Linked DNA regions of Mus musculus: regions 1, 2 and 3 are each linked to region 4. Evidence: chromatin contacts called from public HiChIP or PLAC-seq data. All regions are on one chromosome and are shown on one strand. The core of a region is the stretch at or near the end of the contact, and the rest is flanking DNA. Distances in the headings are between cores, read along the strand shown. Region 1 holds the start of Csde1 (cold shock domain containing E1, RNA binding). Region 2 holds the start of Atp5pb (ATP synthase peripheral stalk-membrane subunit b). Region 3 holds the start of Ap4b1 (adaptor-related protein complex AP-4, beta 1). Region 4 holds the start of Capza1 (capping protein (actin filament) muscle Z-line, alpha 1).

Evidence for each region. HiChIP or PLAC-seq counts read pairs in DNA pulled down with a chosen protein or histone mark.
Region 1: a contact with region 4 is called in an H3K27ac HiChIP or PLAC-seq map of thymic regulatory T cells, with 7 times the contacts expected there. The contact joins the promoter of Csde1 here to the promoter of Capza1 in region 4. A contact is called at or near these places in 1 of 39 promoter capture datasets (erythroid cells), 4 of 115 datasets of contacts at active chromatin or transcription factors (pancreatic cancer cells, regulatory T cells, regulatory T cell precursor and 1 more) and 2 of 9 other capture datasets (adipose tissue and liver).
Region 2: an H3K27ac HiChIP or PLAC-seq map of microglia shows a contact between it and region 4, with 5 times the contacts expected there. The contact joins the promoter of Atp5pb here to the promoter of Capza1 in region 4. A contact is called at or near these places in 1 of 39 promoter capture datasets (erythroid cells), 3 of 484 Hi-C or Micro-C datasets (cortical neurons, liver and muscle stem cells) and 4 of 115 datasets of contacts at active chromatin or transcription factors (the 230-238 cell line, astrocytes, extraembryonic endoderm stem cells and 1 more).
Region 3: an H3K27ac HiChIP or PLAC-seq map of thymic regulatory T cells shows a contact between it and region 4, with 5 times the contacts expected there. The contact joins the promoter of Ap4b1 here to the promoter of Capza1 in region 4. A contact is called at or near these places in 1 of 39 promoter capture datasets (the C10 cell line), 5 of 115 datasets of contacts at active chromatin or transcription factors (astrocytes, large pre-B cells, regulatory T cells and 2 more) and 2 of 9 other capture datasets (adipose tissue and liver).

Annotation. Positions count from the first base shown.
Region 1 is chr3:103,016,762-103,022,835 of GRCm38.p6, reverse strand. Csde1 (cold shock domain containing E1, RNA binding) reads right to left here and starts at 2,290. Exons shown (of 19, transcript NM_001161854.2): 1 at 2,167-2,290.
Region 2 is chr3:105,955,780-105,962,174 of GRCm38.p6, reverse strand. Atp5pb (ATP synthase peripheral stalk-membrane subunit b) reads left to right here and starts at 2,912. Exons shown (of 7, transcript NM_009725.5): 1 at 2,912-3,027; 2 at 3,277-3,313; 3 at 6,134-6,279. The coding sequence starts at 2,988. It overlaps Wdr77 (WD repeat domain 77), which reads right to left and starts at 2,677. Exons shown (of 10, transcript NM_027432.3): 1 at 2,477-2,677; 2 at 2,037-2,222; 3 at 417-558; 4 at 111-160. The coding sequence starts at 2,591.
Region 3 is chr3:103,807,160-103,812,797 of GRCm38.p6, reverse strand. It overlaps Ap4b1 (adaptor-related protein complex AP-4, beta 1), which reads right to left and starts at 3,281. Exons shown (of 10, transcript NM_026193.2): 1 at 2,741-3,281; 2 at 489-713; 3 at 1-21. The coding sequence starts at 2,853. It overlaps Dclre1b (DNA cross-link repair 1B), which reads left to right and starts at 3,411. Exons shown (of 4, transcript NM_133865.2): 1 at 3,411-3,898; 2 at 4,561-4,726; 3 at 5,222-5,404. The coding sequence starts at 3,710. It overlaps Gm15471 (predicted gene 15471), which reads right to left. Exons shown (of 5, transcript NR_040412.1): 5 at 4,358-4,584.
Region 4 is chr3:104,859,848-104,866,206 of GRCm38.p6, reverse strand. It overlaps Capza1 (capping protein (actin filament) muscle Z-line, alpha 1), which reads left to right and starts at 1,702. Exons shown (of 10, transcript NM_009797.3): 1 at 1,702-1,867. The coding sequence starts at 1,829. St7l (suppression of tumorigenicity 7-like) reads right to left here and starts at 1,701. Exons shown (of 14, transcript NM_153091.3): 1 at 899-1,701. The coding sequence starts at 1,112.

The DNA.
Region 1 (6,074 bases), core at 1,041-3,540, 1.8 Mb after region 4:
TCATAGTTTTCATTAGCTGGAAACTTACCACAACTTCCAATCATTCCTATAAAGGTCACACTTAAGTCAGAACTTATTTTTATGAAAAAAGAAAACCTATCGTCTGTGCTTCAAATACTCTGCTTTTCCACTCAGCTGCTATAAATACTCATGGTGATGGTAAACATCAGAGCAGCTGCAAAACCAAACTACTACCAGCTCTTTACATTCCAGTTCTAAGAGGAAAAGAAACAAGGACAAGTATTAGATCCAAGGTTCTTTTTGGTTTTTAATATTTTGATACAAGGTTTCTCAATGTGGCCCTGGTTGTCCTAGAACTTGCTCTGCAGATTAAGTTGGCCTTAAACTCAGAGATCTGCCTGCCTCTGCCTCAGAAGTGCTAGGTCTGTAGTGATGGGACTAAAGAAGGGACAGGTAACTACTGCCTAGATTTTATAACTTACATATTCGTGGCTGTTTATGTACACAATCTGCTTCTTATCCACATTAATAATTATATCGCCTGTCAATTTAGTAATGAGTTTGCCTTCTAGTACCTAAAAATCAAGATGATCGACAGGCATGGCAGTAGTACATGCCTTTAATCCTGCACTTGGGAGGCAGGGACAAGCAGATCTCTGTAACTTCAAGGACAGCCTGGTCCACGGAGTTCGAGGCCAGACAAGGCTACACAGTAAGACCCTATCTCAAAAAAAGAAAAGGAAAGGAAAAGAAAGGGGGTGGGGAGGGCAGACTGAGCATTTTGGTAGCTTGAATTAATGCCCTATAATTTGGAACTTATTTTTTTAAAAAGTAGGTTAGAGCAAGCAAGCAGTCTAGACAGCCAGCCATTTCAAGGCTAACCTAGGTTGCACAGTTTAAGGCTATAACCAATAAACAAAAGAAAAACAAACTTGGCAGTTTTGTGAACTAGAAGTTCACATCAGCCTAACATAATGTCCAAACTCAACTACAATCTTTAAACATCCTTAGTTCCTTTCTGCCCGTCCTCCTCAACTGCTTAAACAGCACTATCTTTTTGCTCATTTTAGTTGCAGAACAAGGAAACTAAGTGGTTTAATAATGTTCAGAATGTTTTCTGCAGTGGAAAGTGTTAAGGAGTACTCCCTGCTCACCTGTGAGTCAGGTTGGAGACCAGCCACAAAGGTGTTTCTAAGGTTAACTCTTTAAAGCAAAAGAACCGGGGCACTAAGATTGGGTATGGTTGAAACGTTCGACGGTCAAATCTTCCAATTTAATTTGCTCTCCGACTGGGGCTCTCACACTAGATAGATACATGACAAAGCCAAGCCATTCATTGCACAATGTAGGCCAGCGCTTGCACCACGGAGGGAGGGCATCACGGAACTCTCCTAACGCATGCCATTTACCCCAGACAGAAAGGTGGGAGACACGTGCCTAGAACGGGGCCCGACTCCTTTTTCAAATGCCAAAGGACAGTTAGGTGTGGAGACCCAGCCACAAGAGAATGTGAGTAAAGGTGTCAATTCCGCCGCGCTAGGGTCAGATGTGGCTGAGGGAACAGAGGTGTCCCGCAGCACTTTCCCTAGATGGAACAGGGTCTCAACCCACACACAAAGAAGGCGCCACTGCCGCACTGCGCTCTGGTAGTCGTAGTAGTATCCCCAAAGCCAGTGACGGCCAAGACAGACAAGGTCCCGAAAAAAAGAACAGGCCCTTCTCCCCGGCCTCTTCCAGCTGCACACAAAGGACCGCGCCACCACCCCCTCACCCCTCCCGCCGGGACTTGTAGTTCCCTTTCCCCCGCCAAGCCGCAGAGGGGGAAGAGGACGGACTACAGCTCCCGGCAGCCTTCGCGCCCGAGCCCCGCACCCTCTGCCTCCATCTTGGCTGCGGTCGGAGTTTCCATTTTCGCTCCCTCCCCCCACTTCAGTCACCGACACCGACACCGACACCGCCGCTACCCGCACCCCCTGGCCTCACCTCCTCACTAAGGCTTCGCGGCCGGCCCTGAGGCCGAGACGGTTGAAGCCAGGGTGAAAAAGGGACGCCTGGAGTAGGAACTCACACTGAACTCTCCTCCATCCGGAATTCTAGGAGTGCCCACTCTGACACTCAGAGGTCCCTCCCGTTAACCTGAGTCTCCTCAGCTGTCTTTAACCTGGCTCGTTGCTACCCCCACTTTAACACTGAGGTCGTACTCACCCCAACAGCTCAGCGCCCCCTCTCCAGCGCCGCCATAAGCAGCACGGCCCGGTACGTAGGAATAAATCTCGCTTCTCTCGCGAGAGTTGCAGGCTCCGAGCGCGTGCACGGGAAGGTGGGGGGAGCGTGCTCTTAGTACGCTTGCGCGCGAGGGCTGAGTGACGCCAGCCGCTGACCTGCGTTTAGCCACACGCAAGCCGGTGACTCTTCTTCTCTACGTTCGCCCCTGGGTAGTGCCAGAAGCAATCTCTGCGTTTAGTGACTCTGCTGCGACGCTGGGGGCGGGGCGAAGGGTGAATTTAGGCGTTCACCCGGTGTTCGCGAGCCCGAAAGCTTTCAGCGACGAGGCTTGAGTAGGAAGGCCTTATGAAGTAGGAACAGTTCTGAGGGCAGATCCGGGAGTGTCGTGAATAAAAAGATTTCACTTTCCTCAGCCATAATCCAGGAGTCCAAATCGCAGTTTCTCTTTAGTCACGGGACAGGCTTTCTCCTGTCTCCTACATTAGAAGGGATTTCATTGCTTTAGAGAAAAGTTTTTAACAAAGTAATTTGTAAAGCTTTTGTCTTCCAGAAACTACATTGCTTGCGACAGACAAAAATAAGCGAGGCTGTATTATCAATAAAATCTAAAATTCCCCAAACCACTTTAACTGTCCGTTTCAGTTACCAGAAGATTTTTGTAGTGTGTCAGTCTGAATAAGTATTTAAAAGGCTGAAAGCAGGCTAAAAGCATAATTCACCTGACTGGAGTAGAGGAGTGGAATGGTTAGATCTAACCATTGCAAAGTTATTTAGGCTGCCCTGTCAATAATCTAGAAAACAATTACTTTACTTTTACTATCTTGTTGGTTTTTTATTTTTGTTTGTTTTTTGAGACAGGGTCTCACATGTAGCACATGCTGCCCTGGAACTCTGGGAAATCTGCCTGCTTCAGCCTAGTGGGATTAAAAGTGTGGACAACCATGCCCAACTTCAGTGGTCCTCTTAACCATTTTGGGTAAAGGGTAGCTCCCTGAGGACACTCCCATCTATTTCCTGCTTCTGTGGGAGAGGAGAACATTCTCATCCTGGTGTACTTTCCTTGCGGGGGAGAGACAGGGACTCACCCAGAACTTGCTGTGTAGATCTAGCTGGCCTAGAACTCATGAGATACCCCCCCCCCTTCTCCTGGCCTGGCATTAAAGGGGCGTGCCACCACAACCTGCCAAGTGTACTTCTTACCCATACTTTCAGTTGGTTATTCAGAGAAACTGCAGACCTCTGTAGACATAGGTAGGGCTTTCAGGGGAACAAATTACATGTAATAAAATAAAATAAGCAACAAATATGAATATTGTCCCCCCACTCTGTGTGTGTGTGTGTGTGTGTGTGTGTGTGTATTGGAGACCCCAGTATTGGAAAAGCCAGAGCCATGAGATACCTGCAAAGCTGAAAGGAGTTAAGATCTGAAGAGCCCTTTGACGTCAGACATGGAGATGAAGTTTGGAGTTTGCAAACTGGTTCTCAGTCTTGCTTTGCAGATTACAGTTAAGAGATTGCACAAATCTCAGAAAAGACTTTGAACTAAGTTGAGACAGTTAAATACTAGGGGGACTTTTATTTTTCCAGACAGAGTTTCTCTGTGTAACAGCCCTGGCTGTCCTGGAACTCACTTTGTAGACAAGGCTGACCTTCAATTCACAGAAATCCACTTACTTTCGTATACCATCACTCCTGGCCAAGTATGGGGACTTTTGAAATTGGACTGAATGCATTTCTGCATTATCATATGGCTGCAAGCCTTTGGGGGCCAGGAACTGGGATGTGGTAGTTTGAAAGAGAGTGGTTCCCCCTAAACTCTTAGGGAGTTGCACTATTAGAAGGTCTGGCCTTGTTGGAGCTGGAACTTCCCATGTAGACTATGGTAGTTTAGAAACCACAGAGATCTAACCGGCTTTGCCTCCCAGATCCTAATCCTAAAGGGCGACCCTACCCTTCCCTGCTCCCTTTTCTCTCTTAGCTTCCTTTATCAACCCAAGACCGATCTTCCCACAGGATGGAGCACAGGGATTGACGAGTGACACTTGTCTGTACAGAGATTCCGAGGCCTTGAGTTTGGGAATCTTCACCTAGGTAATACACTGCTCTTCCCCCTCCAACTCCCACTCTCTCCCCCTCCAACTCCCACTCTCTCCCTTCCTTTCTTCCTTCTTTTTTTTGACAGGATCTCTAAGAGTAGCCCAGACTTGTGTGGAGTGTGTCATAAACCTCCTGCCTCAGCTTCTCAAGTGCTGGGATCACACTCCTGTTCCTGTTCTACCAAGACAATCCTAAAACATAACCGTGGATTACTACTGTTTAGTTCTCTTGTGTTATTTGTGGTATATGTTGCCACCACTCCCTCTCTGAAGCCCCAGAGAGGCTTTGTGTATTGTTAGATAGTATATAATATTTACATGGGAGGAGCAATAAAGATAGGATGCAAGCATCAACTATCTTTTTGTATGTAGCTCCCATATACTATGTATCAAATAAAAATCTGTTTTCCAGCCGGGAGTGGTGGTGCAAGCCTTTAATCCCAGCACTTGGGAGTCAGAAGCAGGCGGATCTCTGAGTTCAAGGACAGCCTGGTCTATTACAGAGTGAGTTCCAGGACAGCCAGGGCTACACAGAGAAACCCTGTCTCAAAAAATAACAGAGAGAGAGAGAGAGACAGAGACAGAGAGACAGAGAGACAGAGAGAGACACAGAAAGACAGACTGCTTGAATTGTTAACTACTCTCTTTGTTCCACTCAGCTTCTCCTAATGAGAGCGTATCTTTTCTTAATAAATTGACTGGGATTCTGTATAAAAACAAGAGTTTTTATAAAGGGTTGGTGATATAGCTTGATGGTCCTAGGTTCACACAAAGATGAAGACAAAAAGGAAAAAGAAAAATGATTATGATCCTATTCTCAGGGAACCCTCAGCCTAACACCATTAAATAATCACAAAGCAAATATCAATGTGTAAGTGCAGGAGAGTACAAGTGTACAGTCTTAGAACAAATCATCTCCAGCCATGAGGAAGCCTTCTTGAATGCTAAGAGGAAGTAGTATTCTCTGTGGTGGAGAGCTTCCTTTCTGTCTCTCACTGTTGGCCCAGTCATCCATGCCTCCACAGTGCCCTCCCTCTCTGATGTCTTACTATACTTTCCTAAGCACAGGACGCTCCGTCACATTCCAGGCTCACTCTATTATAATTATCAGTTTGCACCAGCTAGTGACTTCAGGACAGGAATGCTGACATTCATTTTGCTTCCCTGGTTCCTCACAGTGCCTGGCCTAGACAAGTTTGAAAGGCTTGAATGACTTGCACTGGACAGCTCTTCATTAGCTAGCAGAGAAGGCTTTCTAATTCGGTGAATGCTTATAATCCAGAAATATGCCCAAAGTTCAAGGCTACATAACCAGTTTCAAGGCAGCCTAAGGTAAATTAGACTCTACCCCTTTCTGTCTGTCTGTCTGTCTGTCTATTTCTTTCCTTCTCTCTCTCCCTTTTTCTCTTTCTCTTTCTCTCTCTCTCTCTCTCTCTCTCCACACATACACACACACACACACACACTAAAACATGAAACCCAAAGTCCTGCTAGAGATTTATAGAATATAAACATTTCAAAATAGTTGTTTTGTTTTATTTGCCTGTTTCTTAAATACAGATATTTTCTCCTTTCCCTGGCCACACACTGAGTTAAAGAATTCTTATCCATTGTTACAAAATAACTGCCTTGGGCTCTTGTACTAGAAGCAAGATCATGTGGAACTGGACTAAAAGTAGAATTAGGTCTAGGAGCACATGTTCAGAATATCACAGCAAAGGGACATGTAAAATATAATAGTGTCACTGTGTTCTATCAGCATAATCATGCGGGTAAAAATGTGATGTCAGG
Region 2 (6,395 bases), core at 1,663-4,162, 1.1 Mb before region 4:
AGGAAAGACCAATCAAAAGAACCCAGACTGGCTACTACTGTTACCCAAACACTGTTCAAATATCCCAAAGGGGAAAGAAAAGATAACTATAGGCAGGACTCAACACTTACCTCGGTATGAATTCAGTGATACCTGCTGAGCCAGGTCCCAAATTTTGATGCTACAATGCAAAAAAAAAATAGGAATATTAACTTGCAGTATCAACATTAAAATATACCCATACAACATGTCCCACTTCTGTTTCCTAGACTCCTGCTGTTTTATTTACAATGCACTACCAAGTCTCTTAGGAAACAGACATGCCATTACTCACTAGACTAAAAACAGCCCAAAGCATTTTACATAATGAAATTAACAGGATAGATGGGATATCCACAGGAAGTCTAGATATAGAAATAATGAAAACAGGGACTCACCAGCAGTCTTTGCTACCACTGACAGCTTGTGTGCCAGAGCTCAGGACAGTGACAGTAGACACAATGTCATCATGCTCATACTTGCAGAACTTGCTGACTATAAGTGTCTCGTTCTCATCTAGCTCCCACAATTCAACAGCACCTGTTGGGGACAGAGCGGGGTGAGGTGCAGACAAGGGAAGCATGAGCCTGGGTTGTACCAAGGCAGGAACTCCTGCCTAGGACTCAAGCAAGAATTGCTACTGAGCCAACTGTAAAAGCAAAGTCCACGTCACTAACGGCTTAGCTGACTTCCAGGCCGTTTGGTTTTGTTACCCTACTGCTTTCCTAACAGGCCAGATGCCTATGAGGAAAACTCCTGGAGATAGGGAAATAAGATGTAAAATCAATTCTAGTGCTTCCAGAAAGCAGGTCCTAAGCAATCGGTTCCCAGAGAGCCTTATTTAGATAACAGTTCAGTGACGATGTCTCTTCCCAGGTATGCAGACACTAGTAAATATTTGCTTACATAAAATGTCTTGAAATACTTCTAAGATTTATATTATATATATGATCACACTGTCACTGACAAACCAGAAGAGGCCATCTGATCCAATTACAAATGGTTGTAAACCACCATGTGGTTGCTGGGATGTGAACTCATGAGCTCTGGAAGAGCAGCCACTCACTGTCTTGAAATATTCTAATTTCAACTGTCAGTCTCATTCACTAACATTCTACTTTTCAATTGCCATGTTCTACCTAACACTTAAGAATGTTTGTATGTGAGAGAGATGTTCTGATTTTAAGCGCACAGGTGTTTTGCTTTCATCTATGTCTATTCATCAAGTGCATGCAGTGCCCATGGAGGCCAAAAGATGGCACTGGCTTCCCTAAGACTGTAGTTACAAGGTTGTTAGTGGAATGTGGGTGCTGGGTGTCCAACTTGGGTCCTCTGAAAAAGTAGTTAACACTTATCACCACTGGATCATCTCTCCAGACCCAAAATAAATCTATTTTAATCTTTGAGACAGGGTTTTCCCTACTTCCCTACGTACCTATGGCTGGCCTGGAACTGGATATGGAGAACAGGCCGGCCTCCAACTCACAGAGCTCTGCCTGCGGCTGCTGGGATTACAGGCAGCACCTATACCCAGCTTCCACCAACTTATATAAATTCTGACTTTCTTTAATCTGCTTAATTCTGAGAACTCCATACACGCATACAATGTAGTCTGACTATATTCATCCCTAGCTTGTCCAACATTTACCCTCCATCACCTACCAACTTCATTTCTTTGTCTTTTTTAATGCCAAAGCCTACATTTCTCAGCCTGACACTCAAAGAAAGGTGGGATTAAGGACTGTCCAGTGACAGAGCAGTTGCCTAGCAAGGTGAGTCAATTCACAGCACATAGCAAACACAACAGCAAAAGAAAACAGGAGGCTAGGCACGGTGGCACACGTCTTTAATTACAGCACAGAGGAAGACTTCTGTGAGTTCAAGGCCAGCCTGGTCTACTTAGTTTCTGGGACAGCCAAGCCAATAAGGTAAACAACCCTGCTTCTAAATAATAAAACACCTTTTCCCATCCTACCCTGTACCCAACTCTTCAATTCCAGGGGAGGGGGATCACTCACCTGAATCAGAAGCCACTAGGATACCTTTGTCCCCCACCCAAGTGAGGTCAGCTACTCCAGCCTCGGTCTGGACGCCAGCAGAGCAGAAACCTTCGTTGGGGGCCGCACTAGGATCCTTGAAAAACCACAGAGAACCTACCCAGCAGCGACCACTCAGGCTGGAGACCCCGAGCAGAAGGGAACCATCTACGGTGGGGAGAGCAAAGTTATAAGGTGTCAGATGGAAGGCCTTGTTTCTATGGTAACCTCACAGAACCCCGTGGCGGGACCAGTCTGAATCTGAGATCGGATTTGTGGAGCTGAGCTGGGGCAGGGCCAGGACGCCAGGTATGGCCGAGGAGGGCCACACGGCGCTGGGAGGACTCGAGAGGGTCAGCACCGGGAGAGGGCACCCGAGACTGGGGGTAAAGGGGCTTCCAGGCCCCGGGATCTCGGCTCACCAGACCGGTACCGTGCAGCCTCCAATTGACGTTCCATGCATGCGGGCGCATTGGGGGGCAGGTTCCACTCGCGGGCCGCCGGGGGCACGAGCGGAGGAGGGGTGTCCTTCCGCATCTCCACGATTCCAAATCTAACCTAGACCCAGACTCGACGAGAGACCCTGACTCGGCGCCGGAGGGACCGCACACGTGGTGTACCTCTGCGCAACCGCCCCTCTCCGAGGGAATTCGCTCTACTTCTCGCGAGAATTGTGTCTACCCTTCCAGCCTGCTTTTCCGTCTCCTGTCCCCGCAGCGGGATTTTGTTTGTTTCCCTCCCTCAGCCCCACCCATTTTTTCTCCTCTTCTCGCGATAGTGGGGAGGGGGCGGGGAAAAAGCCGAGAACTTCCGAGAAAAAGCGAGCTGATCTCTTCTCGCGAGATGTGCGAGCGGCCATCTTGCTCCTGCCCCTGACAGGCTCGGGTCGGGGTCACAGGGACACGGAGCCCGCTGTCCCGCTCTTCGCAGACAATGCTGTCCCGGGTGGTGCTTTCTGCTGCCGCCACAGCGGGTGAGAGACGTAGAGCCTAGGTTAGCGTAGCAGGGTGACTAGGAAGAAGCCAGGCCGGGGAGGCGGGAAGCGGGTAGAGGACGGACTGCGGCGTTTGGGCCCGAGCTCACCCACGGGAGCGATCTGGAGAGCTCCCGGGCCGCCCAGCATCTCAGGGCGCGGCAGAGACGGATGCCAGGGCCGACACCCGGGAAGGTAGAAACGCGATTTCTCCTTGACTTTGCTAACCTCCGTCTTGTGTATTTCCAGCCCCGTGTCTGAAGAACGCGGCCGCCCTAGGTCCAGGGTGAGTGTCACCACGTCTTATTCTCTTTCCATTTCCTAGCGTCAAGCCAAAAATTGCTGTTTTCCTTCACGTTAGCCAGCTTGCATACTCATTCGGACGTTTGTTCTTCTAATTGCCTTGAACATGATCCTGTTCCTTCCTCTGACAAACACCAAAGAGAGGCTCACCCCTCGTTGTGACCTTCAGCGACACACAACCAAGTTACTGGCTTACTTACCCCCAAGGACAGATCTGGTTAAATACAGCAAAATAAAACCTATTGTTTTGGGTGTCTTCCAGATTTCCATCTTTTATTAACCATATCAGGAGGCCGAAAACACATATGGCTTCGTAAATGCTTGTGTTGATGATCACATAATGTGACAGTGGATAACTTTGTGGAGATCACAGTAACAACCCTAGTCCTAGAGACAGCTACACAGTAGCTCCATCCTCTAATCCGTCAGTAAGACTCAACTCGTGAGGATGCTTTGAGTCTGACTACTTTCACTACCATTGTTACAGCATGAAGCCGCTGCCCACAGTTCTGAAATGGACAATTTCACTAGGCTTTCAGTCTTAACATCTGTTTTTATCCCAATACAGTCCATTCTCAATGTAGCAGAGAGATCTTGGCAGTTCCCCCCACTTAAAACCCTTCAGAGCTCATATCCCTATTGCAATAAAATCTAAACATAGCAAAACCAAGAAAACCTGAATTAACCTCATCTGTGTCTTGGGTCTTTTTTTATGTACTGTTAATGCCAGCCCTGCTTTCTCCAAAGAATGTCAAACTCTTTTTTTTTTTTTTAATAATTTTATTTTTGTGTGCGTGTGTGCTTGCAGAGGCAGAGAAAAAGGTATTAGATCTGCAGCTGGAGTTAGAGGTTGCTGTGGGCAGCCCAGCATAGGTTCTGGGAACCAAATCTGGTCCTGTGAAGAGCAGTAAGCACTCTTGACCGTCTTTCAGCTTTAAGCTCTTTGGTTGTCATTCACCTTGTGGCTTGAGAGATGTGAGTATAGGTGAGGCATTAAGGAAAGATGAATGTAGAAAATTTGCAGGGGCTGGGTTAGCCCGTGCTGTTACTTGTTTTCTGTGGACAGAGGAGAGCCTGCTGAAGAGTTTTCAAGTCAGATCACGATTTAGAAGCATTGGCAGTAATATGAAAGAGCTATATTTAAGGAATATTTGACAAGAAGAGCCATCAGGTTTGGAGTTGTTAAAATAGTTTTAAGAAAATGAAAATAAAGGCTTCAACTGAGATGGTAGTTAAAAGTTCTAAAAATTCTCTCATGGTATGATCTAAACCAGTAGGATTCAGCCTTTAGCTGATTTTCCAGGTGACATTTGACAGTGTCTGAAAATGTTTTTGGTTGCTACCATTCAGCAGCTACAGGGATACTTCTAAACATGCACAGAAGAGCCATCTATCTGCAGCAAAGAACTATGCAGGCCAAATGTTAATCAGGTTGGAGCTGAGAAACCCTAATTTATATGAAAGGATCTCTACCATGGTTCTTCAGTTTCGAAGCTTGGTGGGGTCACTGATGTTTTAGAGGCATAAGGTGATACTCAGAAGGAGGACATAGGACTGAGAGAGTAGCTCAGTGATAGGAAATCCTGTAAAACTCTTAAAGTGCATGGAGTATAGAGATGTAGAGAGTAAAGGACATGTGAGATAGGAAGTGGGGAAGAATCACCCTCAGAACCTTAAGGAGACCTACCTTTGACTACAAATGTGAATGAAAAGCAAAGACTTTATCAGAAGCCTAATCAGACATCAGCCTGCTGTAATTACTCAAAAGAATACACCATAGACTGTTTTAATACAAATAATGTACAAGTCTATTATGCTGGTATAATATAATAGTTCAAGCTTAGAAGTGGAAGAGCAAGATCTAATAGTTATTTAAAAAACAAACACAAAATACTACTTGGAATTTAGAGCTCACCATCTCCCTTCCCCATATAACAATAAAAATGTGGAAAGGTTTTTGTCAGGCAGGCAGAATTGTGAGGGAACTTGAGTGTTTACTACAGATGTATATGACTGTTAACCTTGGAGCAAAAAAATAGGAACAAATGAGTTGAGGTTCCCAAGATTTATATACAGCTCAAAGATTAAACATAATCAGAATTACTGCAAACTGAGAAGACCTGTTTCACATAGAGTGAGCAGTCCTACATCAAAGGGACTATTTTGAATCAAGGTTCTTAATATCAGGTTGCTTATAGTAGTGTTGGCATTTAGGTTGGCATTCATGTGGAACCTACTATAGGACAGACACTTAAAAATGTTACATAAATTAACAGACTTCACAATGGCCTGTAAAGAAATCTGACATTACACAAACTTGAGTTCTAGGGGCTTGTGAGATGGCTTAGGGTAAGATGTCTGCCACTAAACCTGACAGGTATACTTGAATTCTGTTCCCAGACCCATGTGCTGGTAGAAGAGAAACAACTCCCACAAGTTGTCCTCTGACCTTCTCGTGTGGCAGTGTCCATGCAAATATTAATACAATACAAAAAAGAAAAATTTTAAAACTTTTAACCCTGAAATTTTTAAAAACTTTGAAATTTTTTACTCAAAGCCCTGTAGTCTTCTCTCTCATGTTTCATTGGTCTTAATTGGCAATATCAAGTCCTAGGTAAATAATCCATAAACTTAGGCAAAGATTCCAGTAGAAGTTTCAACTGTCTTAAGTCCCTTCCCTGGACAGTCATATTTCAGTAGGAAACTCCTCAGTCTCCATCTCCCTTCATGGTTTTGTTAATTGTTCTTGTGTTTTGTTTTCTTTGAAAAATTGGTTTTAAATTTGTTTAATTGTTGCTTGTAGGGTATTACAGGCAACAAGGGCCTTTCACACAGGACAGCCTCGCCTTGCCCCTCTACCACCTCTTCCTGAATATGGAGGAAAAGTGCGTCTTGGGCTGATTCCTGAGGAATTTTTCCAGTTCCTTTACCCTAAGACTGGTGTAACAGGTGAGCACTGCCAGGTCATTAGTACTATATTTGATACTATTAAAATCAAGTCAGTTCTTTCTCCAAAAGAACTTAATAGTGATTCTGTATAAACTTTGAGATGAATGTTTTTCAGT
Region 3 (5,638 bases), core at 2,032-4,531, 1.1 Mb after region 4:
TATTCCTGCACACCAGGCATCCTAAGAGACACATCCTGGAGTCAGTCAGATCTTGAAATAATAGTTTTGACAAAATTAAGTTCTTCTTCAATCATCAGAGGTTTAGTTTAAATACTATTTAATAGTTCATGCTTGAATGTATATCTACTAGATCAAAAGAAATTGGAGAAAGCCTCTATCAAACTTAATAAGGCATAATCTGACTTTTCATCTGTAATGATGCTGCACACCCAGCACAAGTTACAGTAATGACTCATTAAACATTTTTAACCAAAACTCAGAACTATTTCACCAAGATAAAGGAAAATCACCTTTAAGAAAACCATGAGATACAGTTTCGAAAGTCGAAGTTAATGGCTGAAAATCTGAGTTCAAAGTAGAACAGTCCTTATTTAGTATTCAGGAACTTAAGCTGTCCTCACTACAAATCTGCTCTACAGTCTCTTATAGTCACCAACCACTGAGAACCAGGGTATCGAAGCACTCACCTGAGGCTACACATACTCCGTAGTGCCAGTCCTCGAACCATTGGGTTGGGGTCTGAGCAGTCTTTGCAGAGCGTATTGATGGCCAAGAGTGCTAGATCTGGTTTTAAAGGTGCGTATGTGCCCATATACAGATAAACCAACTTTTTCTGAACAATATCTACAGTGGCACTGGCCTTTACCATTTCCATGAAAACATCAGACATGTCCAAGCCCTGAGTCATGTGCCTGTCACAAATACACAGAGCAGAAAGAAGTAAAACACACAATTCCCAATCTGTAGGAAGAGTTGTATTTACATGTGCTCTGGCTAGCTAGCCAAACTATGAGCTTTTAGAGAAATACAATTGGGTCTACTTTGTCTATTAATGTTACACAAAACTTCCTATTAAGAGTCTGCAACTGTTGCTCTCTATTCTCACACTGTTGAATCCTTAGTACATACCAATGGCGTGATCTGGCAATGGTACACTCCACTTTAACATTCCAGAGATCATATGGGGACATCATCTATAAGAAGGTACACACTAGAGAGAGCTCAAAGGTTAAAAAGTATTTTGTTGTTCTTGCAAAAGAGATGGGTTCAATTCCCAGCACCCACATGACAGTTCATAACCACTGGTAACTATAGCTCCAGGAGATCTAATGCCTTCTTCTGACATACACAGACACCAGGTACAAGCCATACTTGTGGTACACTTACACATGCAGGCAAAATGCTCATAAACATTTAAAAAAGCAGGGCTTGGTGACCCACACCCTTAACCCAAGCACTTAGGAAACATAGGCAGGTGAAAGCCATGTTCAAAGTTCAAAGCCAGCCTGGCCTACATAGTAAGTTCCCAGGATAGCTAGGGCTGTCTCAAAACAAAATAAAATGAATCATTATCTGTGTCACGTTTTCCAAATGAGCTGGTCACAGAGCTAAAGCATTCTGTGAAGAAGCATTTTCTGACTTCCATAGTGGCTTCAGATGTTTAGGAACTCAAGATCAACTAAGAAGTCAGCTAAGAACATCACTGATTTGAAAAAAATCCAGTGTAACTACTTGAAGTAATACACAAAATACAGACCAAGAAGATCCACATCCACATGCCACTATGGAAGTCAGAAAATGCTTCGTCACAGAACGCTTTAGCTCTGTGACCAGCTCACTGGGAAAACGTGACACAGATAATGATTCATGCTAGGAGGCACGAGCAAGAACTAAACATTCTTTTTGTTCCTTGGGTGGCATGATAAAAAATTTAGATTTCAGCCAGGCGGTGGTGGCACACACCTTTAATCCCAGCACTTGGGAGGCAGATGCAGGCGGATTTCTGAGTTCAAGGCCAGCCTGGTCTACAGAGTGAGTTCCAGGACAACCAGGACTACACAGAGAAACCCTGTCTCAAAAAACAAAAACAAAACAACACAAACAAAAAGTTTAGATTTCATTCCACTGATTACTGTTTCCAATGTTGTGGAACCAAACTACTACAATCAACTGAGACTGTTTATTTACAATACAGTTCCTGGATTCTATCCCATCCTAATGAAATCAGAATTGATCCCTAGATCACGATTTTTTAAAAAAGGACCCCATGGGACTTTTGTGTCCTACCTACAGTTTTGAGCTACAACTATAGATTAGTTACACGTTCAAACATATATAATAGAAAAAATCCTAACCAAAGTGAGGAGACAAGGCTACTTATTAATAAACTACCACAACAGGCTTTGGTAATTACAGCCTGAGCCAACAACAGTACAACTTTAAGAACAAGAATTGATATTTTGAATTTTTCATACCACCTGACAGTAGACAATGTTTTCAAGGTTGACTAGCAAGCTTGGTAGGGTGCCTGGTGACATTCATAACACAAATACAAGCAGAATAGTAGGTTTAAAGAGGAGAAGAATGATAGTATTATTTTGGTCATATCTTTGATGAACTATCCAAGTCGAAATGTAAAGCAAGCAGAAAGATATACAGGTCTGAATCTAGAAAAAAGGGAGAACTGTTCTACGTTAAGTCATTGAACCAGGAGTCAGCCGCAATTGCTAAAGCCTGTGGTATGAAGGAGACCTCTCAACTGGGCATGGTGTTCCACACGGAAGACTGAGATGACAACCCAGAAATGCAGCCTCAAGGCCAAAAGATAAAACTGCCCTTCTTTAACTTTTTCAGAGTGATCGCAGAGCTCTGAAGAGGATTAAAAGTGGGGCCGGGGGGGGGGGGGGGGAGTTAGAATTCTATGGTAGGTTGGTGATACCTAATAACTCGCTGGATGACATTCCGGTAGCGCAGCCTATCAGCCTGAATATGAGGGTTACACAGAGCCTTCTTCAGTTCCTTCACCACGTCCTCAGAGCCAAGGTATGGCATCGTCGCCAACACTCACGGGACAGTTTCCACAGACCCGTAGGGAACTCGTGGGCTCCTCCTAATTTCGATGTGGGAGCCTGAATAAAGGAGATGTAGTCAGTGAAAACACTAACGGCGAGATGTCACTTTGCTGTGCCTGCCCCCCAGGGCGGAACACATTCTTGGGTCCTCGGGCGAGCCCCGACCCTTCAGGAGCCGCCCGGAGACCCACAGGCCGTTGGCTCTGCCCAGCAGATCTCAACTCTCTCTAGGCCCAGTTACGAATTCTACACTAGCAAAAGGCCAAAGACCTAGCACAGCCTCCTCCCTGGGAATCTAGTCCCAGTGGCCGAGGACACCCCAGACAGCTTCCTGCGGAAATCCCGCCCCGTCGCCCTGAGACACAAGGAGCAGCTTTCCGGGTCGCGCCGAGCGCCGAGCGCAGGTCCGGGGGGGGGGGGGGGGGGGCACCGACCTCCGGACGCCCTTCCCCCACCCATTCTCCCCCTCGGCGCAGGCGCGCAGCTCACTGTGTGAGCGCCGCGGCCGGCGATCGGAAATCAACTACTAGGGTCTGTCTCCCCGCCGCCGCGCGAGCTTTGACAATGTGGGGACTGGGCCCGAGCTCCAGCGCGCGGTTGTGAGTGATGCTCTCCCGACTTCTTCCGCGTTGGGCGCTTTCATCCTGATCGTCCCGAGCGCGGCCACCTTCTTTTTTCTCACTCTGTCTACTAATTCCGTTTCTGGGATGGTTTTCCTTTAGGGCTTCTGGACTTGTTCCAGAGTCCACTTGTCATTGGGACGCTGTCGTGGAAACCTCACTCAGGAGTGCGGTTCCCGCGAAGACCCCACTGGGTGACACCTCAACTCTGCCACCATGAACGGGGTCGTAATCCCCCAAACGCCCATTGCTGTGGACTTTTGGAGCCTGCGCCGTGCCGGTTCGGCGCGGCTCTTCTTCTTAACCCACATGCACTGTGACCACACGGTGGGTTTGTCTAGCACTTGGGCCCGGCCCCTCTACTGCTCTCCCATCACTGCTTGCCTCTTGCATCGTCGCCTGCAGGTATTGGGGCTGGGATTTGATCGCTGAGACCTAGTCCAGGAATCTGGGTGGGGACTTCTGATCTGTCACAGTTTGGGGGATTACCGAGTGGGAGACATAAGGACTGAATTTTTACAAATGTGGGAATTGATCCCGGAATGAGACTGGCTTCTAGTTAACTACCTGGAGGTTTTTAGTCAAGGAAATGATTCCTATCTTTTCAAAAACCAGTGCTTTCCTAATTTGCATTTAAGAATCTACCAGACTGTTCAGTGATAGAACACTTGTTTAGTGTGTGCAAGAACCCTAAGTTAGATCCCCAACACTCATTGCCCGCCCCCAATAATTCATCTAATGTGCTAGATAAAAACACATATTGTCTAACATCTCCTCATCTTGTCTGTGTCAGTAGAAGTGGCTGGTGTGAGACTGGAACTTTTTTTGACAGTTGTTTCCCACCCATGGCTGGGATTATCATGATAGGAGAAAGTGTGAGAATCTTTATTTAGACTGTTTTCAGATTCTGAGTTTAAATCTGTACAAAGGGTGGGAGACAGAAGAGGAAGGAGAGATTTCTTGGGAATCCTTATAACAGCTTACATGAGAGTGGTTCAGAACTCGGTCAGCTTTCCTTGATGAAAGAGAAGTCTATGGTTACTCGGGTGACCAACTGTTTTCCTCAGGTGTCTAAGCACTGGATCCGGGCCCTGGAGGTTGGCGAGAGTCATGTATTACCTCTAGATGAAATTGGGCAAGAAACCATGACTGTAACGCTCATAGATGCCAATCACTGCCCTGGTTCTGTCATGTTTCTCTTTGAAGGATACTTTGGAACAATTCTATACACAGGTGAGCCTCCCAAGGCATTCCTCACACTTTATAGCTACCTTTACCCAGAAAGATAGCTTTATCCCATACAGGCACAGGGACCCTTTCCAACTGATTTCCTACTTGACCATCCATCCTTTACTTTGTTAAATAAAATCACAAGAGCAAGAAAACAAGAAAGGCATGTTGGTGCTCGCCTTTGATCCCAGCACTTGGAAGGCAGAGGCTGGCTGATCTCTATGAGTTCAAGGCCAGCCTGGTCTACTTAGTGAGTTCTAGGACACCCAGCCTATGTAGACAAACCCTGTCTCATAAGAAAAACATCAATCAAACAGAAAATCTCCAAGAGTGGGAAAGAGACATTTTCACAAAGAAACTAGACTGTACAGTTCAGTGCCAGGACAGTTTTTGCATAAACTCGTAACCAATCTCCATCTGCTACTGAAGGTAGAAGAGGCTTGTCTTCTAGCCTTTGTTTTTTGCCCACTTCTTATACCCCACATATTATTCTTCCAGGTGATTTTCGATATACACCATCCATGCTGAAGGAACCTGCTCTGATACTGGGGAAACAGATTCATACTTTGTATCTAGACAACACTAATTGCAATCCAGCCCTGGTTCTTCCTTCCCGACAAGAGGCTACTCAGCAGATTGTCCAGCTAATCCGACAGTTCCCACAACACAACATAAAAATTGGTGAGCGGTTTCCCTTTTTCTTCCATTCATGCTTAGTGAATCAAAATTCTTTGAAGGTCCTCATTGTTTTCCAAATCTTTGTGCCTTGCTCACCTTTCTTGTAAAACTACTATGGTTATCTTATTTAAAATTGAACCTCCCAGCTGACTTGGTGGCTCACACCTTCTATCCCAGCACTCAGGAGGCAGAAGTAGCCTGGTCTACATAGTGAGTTCCAAAGCAGCCACAGCTCTG
Region 4 (6,359 bases), core at 453-2,952:
TCCCAGCACTTGGGAGGCAGACGCAGGCGGATTTCTGAGTTCGAGGCCAGCCTGGTCTACAGAGTTCCAGGACAGCCAGGGCTACACAGAGAAACCCTGTCTCGAAAAACCAAAAAGAAGGAAATATTTCCATCTTCTTCTGAGGCTGCAGCAAAAAATACTGCAATAACGCCACAAAAGATCCAGGAGTCCATCTTTTCATCCTACCTACGGCCAGGGAATAGTATTTGCAGAATCCGCACAGGTCAACACTGCTTACAAGTTTTTATCTTTGGCCCAGGCTACATGACAAACATTGTACAACTGCCGAAGGAAAATATTAAACAAACCCACCGTTGTCTGCACTTCTCTCTCCTCTCCCTTTCCTAGACTATCTTATTACTCACAATAAAAATATTACGAAAAACGTCTCTTAACCGAACTGTCTTACAATAAAAGTATGGTCCACTAAAATCATAGCATTTTCTATCGTGTATGACAGATGTGCTTATCTTGCTTTTCTGGGTGTGAGTTCTTTTAAGTTAGGCAGCTGGGAAACTCTGAGGTACGACTTTTCAAGGGGCCCTGCAAACGATAGGAATGTCTATAAACTGTGTGTACACATCTGGGAATGCTCTCTTCTGTCCTACTACCTGGAGCTTGCAGCGTGTCAGGTAGCTTTTCCTGTGGTAGCGTAGACAGAATAGAGAGGGCGAACCTTCAGCGATCTAGGGAGGGGCCGGGAAACTGCAGCACGGTTCTAACAATCAGCTGCCGGGTGGAGGTGGCCCAAGCGACAAAAATAAACCCACTGGAGCATGCAACACCAATTTCCTTCTGCAAAGCCCTCCATGTCTCCCCGAGAATCTCTGATCTTTGGCACTTGTCCCCGACTGTCCGGGAGGTTTGGGCCTCTCACCCGCTGTCACGTTGTCACACAGCCTCAGCGGGACCCTCAGAGCGTAAAGCAGCCCCAGCCCCGCCAGGAACCACAGCGTGGACCCAGAGTTCGCCAACCCGGCCTTCAGCCGCTCTTTCCAGCCCAGCGGCGGGCCCAGGCCCAAGCCAGGAACAGGTGCATGGGGACACCCCACGGCCCGCGCGGCTTCCGCGAAGTAGTCTCCGTCCGCCATCTTGCGGCTCCGGCAGGCGCCGGGACCTGGGAGGGGAGAAGGGCCGGAAACCCGGAGTCGGGAATCCTGGGATAGTGGCGGACTTGAAGCTGGCCTCTGTCTAGGCTGAGTCCTGGGGAACTGGCTGGAGATCTGGAAGGTGGCGGAGCGCGGTGGCCGACTGAGGGGCTACCTAGTCCTCTAGGAGGGCGGGGAAGCATCTGATGGTGGCGCTTATTCTTCTGGAAACGGACTCAGTGTGGCGCCGGAGGGAAGTGGTTTTTCTTCCATACGTGGTTGAGGGTAACCTGTCGCCCTGTGCCGGGGTCGGAAAAGTACTGATGTCTCAAAGAGCCGAGCAGCTCTTAGTGCCCTGGACTCGGCGGCCCAGGAGACCAACCGGATCAGAAAAACTTAGAGGTGTAGCAACTGCTCCATGACCAGAGGGAGCCCAGACGCCACGCAAGAGTCGAGGCCCGCCACCAAGCACTCCAGGACGAATGGGAAAGTGACCGGAACTCAGGGAGAAAGATGTTAAGGCTGCAAAGCCCCGAGGGGCAAGCCGACTTCCTAGAGCGCCGACTCCAGGCTGTCACACCCGCGCGGAACTGACATGGCGCCCTCTTGGCCTGAGCTTCCGGGCGGCTCCTTCCGACGGCCCCTCGGTGATTCCGCCACTCAGCTTCCTTCCCGGCCTGCCTCGCGCCGGCCCGCCGGGCTGGGCCAGAGCAGCCAAGATGGCCGACTTTGAGGATCGGGTGTCGGATGAAGAGAAGGTAAGGGGTCCGCCTCTCTCTTTTACTTCCTTCCTCGACGGGGCCCAGGGGTCCGAGCCGGCAGCAGTGAGAAACCTGGCGGTGCCCCCAGGAAGAAGAAGGTTGTTTCCCGGTGCTGGCATAGTCCCTCTGGCCCCGGGACGCTTCCTTCCTTAAAGGAGCTTTCGTCTGCCTCACGGTGGCCCCAGTCCCCCAGTCCTCAACTCTTTTCATCCTGGACAGAGCACAACCTTCTTTCAAGAGGAGACACTTTGCCTGATTGACTTTTAACTCTAGACTCTTTTCTGTAATTATAAGAGAGGAGGTGAAGGTGATGTCGGGACGTGTCAGGCAGCAGTTATTTTACCGCTTTTGGCAGTTGGGGCTCACCCCATCCCCCCATTTATAGGTATGATTGGGGTTAGTTTAGAACGAGTCACTTCCTGATCAGAGTGGCCTCCTTAACTTCCCTTTTGCTCCTCCTTCCTCAGGAAGTGATTTTGCTGTCAGGACTCCTTGTCAGGGAGGGAGAGGTCCTCTGGTGGTGTCTGTCCACCGAAATACACACCCTCTCTCATCTTTTCTCTACTACTGACGATTAAACTAATTGGATAAAAATAAATCAGTAAACCTCAAGGGATTTGCTTAAGAATTTGACCAGCACCTTTATTCCTGCCTATGCTCTCTTGTGTGAACGTTTAGCCCCAAGGTGACTCCGTCCCTTCTGTCTTAATCTTAACTATAATTTTTTTCAAAGTCTTTTGTTTTGTTTTGTTTTTTTAACTTCCTGTTAAGCAGTGAGAAATAGCCAGACGACTTTTTTTTCAACTCCAGAAAGGTTAAATGGGTCGTAAATAAACCTCACATTTAACACATTCGGTTTGGATGAAACACCCAACCTTTTTTGATGACCTACTATGGTGCTTTATAGCTGGGTATGTCAAGAGTGTCGTTTGTGTACATAGATCTTTAAAAGTGTTTTAAATACCAGGGTGTATTCCAAATTTGATAGTATAACTTTTTCTGACAACGTACATTTGCTAAACTGTCCAAAAAGGAAAGTACTTAGTTCTTCCATAAACACAGACTCTTAGGGCTGCTACAAGTTAGAATGGTCTCATTAGCTAACTTAGGGACAAGAATATGTCTTTTGTTTCCTGCAGTGACTGTTACAAAGTATGTGCTCTCCAATGTTCTATAAAATCTGCCTGGGTTCTTCGAAAAAGAAATTGGAGATTGTTGACAGGGGAACAGACTATTTTTAATCACTTCTTCAAAAAGAATAATTTAACATACACCTGTGTATGAATGAGCCACTGTCTTTAAATGCTGAAAAGGGTGCTTACCACCTTTATAAACCACTTACCAGGATCCAGGGTGGCAGTTTGTTAGTAGAGTCTTAGCATGTGCAACATCCTGTGTTTGAACTTAAGCATTAGTAGGACAAAAACTAAAAAGCCACCAAATAACACTTTAGTGTTGATTCTCTTTTTTCTTTCTTTTTTTGTTTTTGTTTGTTTGTTTGTTTGTTTTCGAGACAGGGTTTCTCTGTATAGTCCTGACTGTCCTGGAACTCACTCTGTAGACCAGGCTGGCCTCGAACTCAGAAATCCGCCTGCCTCTGCCTCCCAAGTCCTGGGATTAAAGGCATGCGTCACCACGCCCGGCTAGAGTGAATGTTTTTATTCCTTTTCTTAAGACTGGGTCGGGTTTGGCTCATATAAACATCTCATTATACAGCCAAGAGTGACCCCAACCCCTAATCTGCTTGTCTCTGTCTCTCAAATACTGCAGTTATCGGTGCATACCATCACACTTAACTTTATTGCTTAGTTTTAGTAATAGTAGAACAAGCCAGTCATAACTAGTAAATCTACCCCGGAACTTGTAATAAATTCTATTCCTACTTTAGTAAAGAGCTTTTAGTTTTTGTTTTGTATTTTTGGGACAAATTCTTGCTATGTAGTTCTAGCTGGTCTGGAACCTGCTCTGTAGACTGGACTGATCTCCAATTTGTCCTCCTGCCTCCGTCTCCCACGATTCTGGGTTTAATAGAGGTTTTTTTCTTTGTTGTTTTTAATTGACTACATTATCTTTATTGGTGTAGATAATGTGGTATAATGATACAGTAAAAATCCTTATGATTTGAGCCAGGCATGGTGGTGTATGCCTTTAATCTAAACACTCAGGAGGCAGAAGCAGGTAGATCTCTTGAGTTCAAGGCTAGCCTTGTCAACATAGTGAGTTCCAGGACTACATAGAGAGACCCTAGTAACTTGAGATTCCTGTAGTTTTATTAGATTCCTTTCCTCAGAGCTGACAGGCACATTCATATCTCTTTAAATCTATGAGTAGAAAGAAAGGGTTGCTGGGCGGTGGTGGTGCTGGTACAACATCTTTAATTCCAGCACTTGGGAGGCAAAAGCAGGTGGATTTCTGTGAGTCTGAGGCCAGCCTGGTCTACAAATTGAGTTCCAGGACAGCCAGGGCTATACAGAGAAACCTTGTCTCAAAAAGAAGGAAAAGAAAGGACTTTGTAAGACTTCTTGATTTTTGAGCTTCTTTCCTACTTTGCCTGCTTTCCCTTCTAATCTTTAGATTGATTTTAACAGATTAAAAAGCTAGGGGAAAAGGCTGGTCCTGGTGATACCTGTCTATAATAATTTCAGCTCTTGGGAGATAAAGGCAAAGAGGATTAGGAATTCATGCCCATCCTTGGCTACATGAATGAAATACTTTCTCAAAAAAAAAAAGTTTTGGGGTGTGTGTGTGTGCGTTTTGAGAAGAGATTTTACTGATTTGAATGTCTTGGGATTCATAAGCAAGTAACCCCTGATGAGGTTTACTTATTTTGATTTATTGAGACAGTCCAAATCCTGTAGCTCAAGCTGATCTGGAACTCACTATGGAGCCCAGACATAACTCCCAGTGACTCTTCTGTCTTGAGGTCATTGGTGTCAGGCTTATAGTCGTGAGCCACTATCCAAGCAGTACAAACTAATCTTAAAAATCTTTCCTGGCCTGGTGACCAAGGCCTATCATCCTAATTGCTTAGGAAGCTGAGGCAAGAGCATAGAAAAATGTAAGGTCTGTCCAGGCTACAGAGCAAATTGAAGTACAGCCTGGAAAACTTGGAGAGTCTGTCTCAAAAACTGGAAGGGAGGTGGGAGATGGACTGGCTATGTAGGTCAGTCAGTGGTAGAGCGAGCACTCACCAGTATCTGCAAAGTCATGTGGACCAGTCTGCAGGTCTGCAGGTCTTATTTGAGCATTAGTTTCTACTTTGAATTCTTGGAAAGAAATCCAGAATTTTCATTTTCTTTGTTGCTAAAGACTTCAAATGTGTTTAGTTTGGGATAGGTATGTTTTGTTGTTATTGTTTTATTTTTTAAAGTATGCATGGTGTGGTCCCAAAAGGAATAATTTAATAATCTTATCTTTGTATGTTTTGTGAAAGCCGTAAGCCCTGACATAACTTTGCCATTTGAGGCTGTTGATTTCTCTCAAGCATTTCTATAAAGGCAAGTAAATCATTTTTATAACCAGCTGGTAAAGGTTTTATCACTTTTAAAGAGGAAGGTTTTTTGGTTTTTTTGGTTTTTCTGTCCCCATCCCCCCCTTTCTTCATCGTTACCTGAAATGGTCAGAATGAGCTGTCCTAAACAAAGCAGGAAGTGAGAAGGTTAGTAACAGGCGGATAAGTGCTTCTAGTCTTATCCCTTAAATGAGTTTCTGGAAACTATTCCAGGTACCTGTGCTTTTCAGTTAACTTAGTTCCAAATGCTTACCAAGACCAAGATAGCTTAATTAGGAAGTTTGAGGTATGAGATGAGTGATGCATTTGGGTTCTCTGCCTCTCCTGTTTTCTTTATTTCATGATTCAGCATTGACTTGTTGTTGTTACTGTTGTTTTGGATTTTCAAGACAGGGTTTCTCTGTGTAGCCCTGGCTGTCCTGGAACTCACTCTGTAGACCAGGCTGGCTTTGAACTCAGAAATCCACCTGCCTCTGCCTCCCAAGTACTGGGATTAAAGGCGTGTGCCACCATGCCCGGCAATTTGTTGGTTGTTTTTTTTTTAATGTTTTATTTGTTTGTTTCCAACAATGTGAAAAGAATTCTAGGATTGAACAAAACTGATTAGCATGGTTTTTCCTTTTTAACCTAATAAATAAATATGTGCATATAACTTTAAAAATACTGAGAAGTGGATCTGTATGATTTTAATTTAGACAGAGGTCTCATTTGTAAGAGTTTGTTTGGTTTTTGTTTTGTTTGTTCCATTGGATATTTGGGTCTTGAAACAGTCCCATTCTGTAGCTCACAGTCTCCCCTCAGTCTCTGGGGACTCCTGTTTCAGCTTCATGGGTGCTGGGATTATAAGCATGTGGCTGTCACACATCACACCTGGCTTAAGGACTTCTTTTTTAAAAAAGCTTTTTTGTTTAATTGCTTTGTTCTGTTTTTAAAGCAAGAACGTAGTATGTAGCTCAAGCTAGCCTAGAATTGGTTATG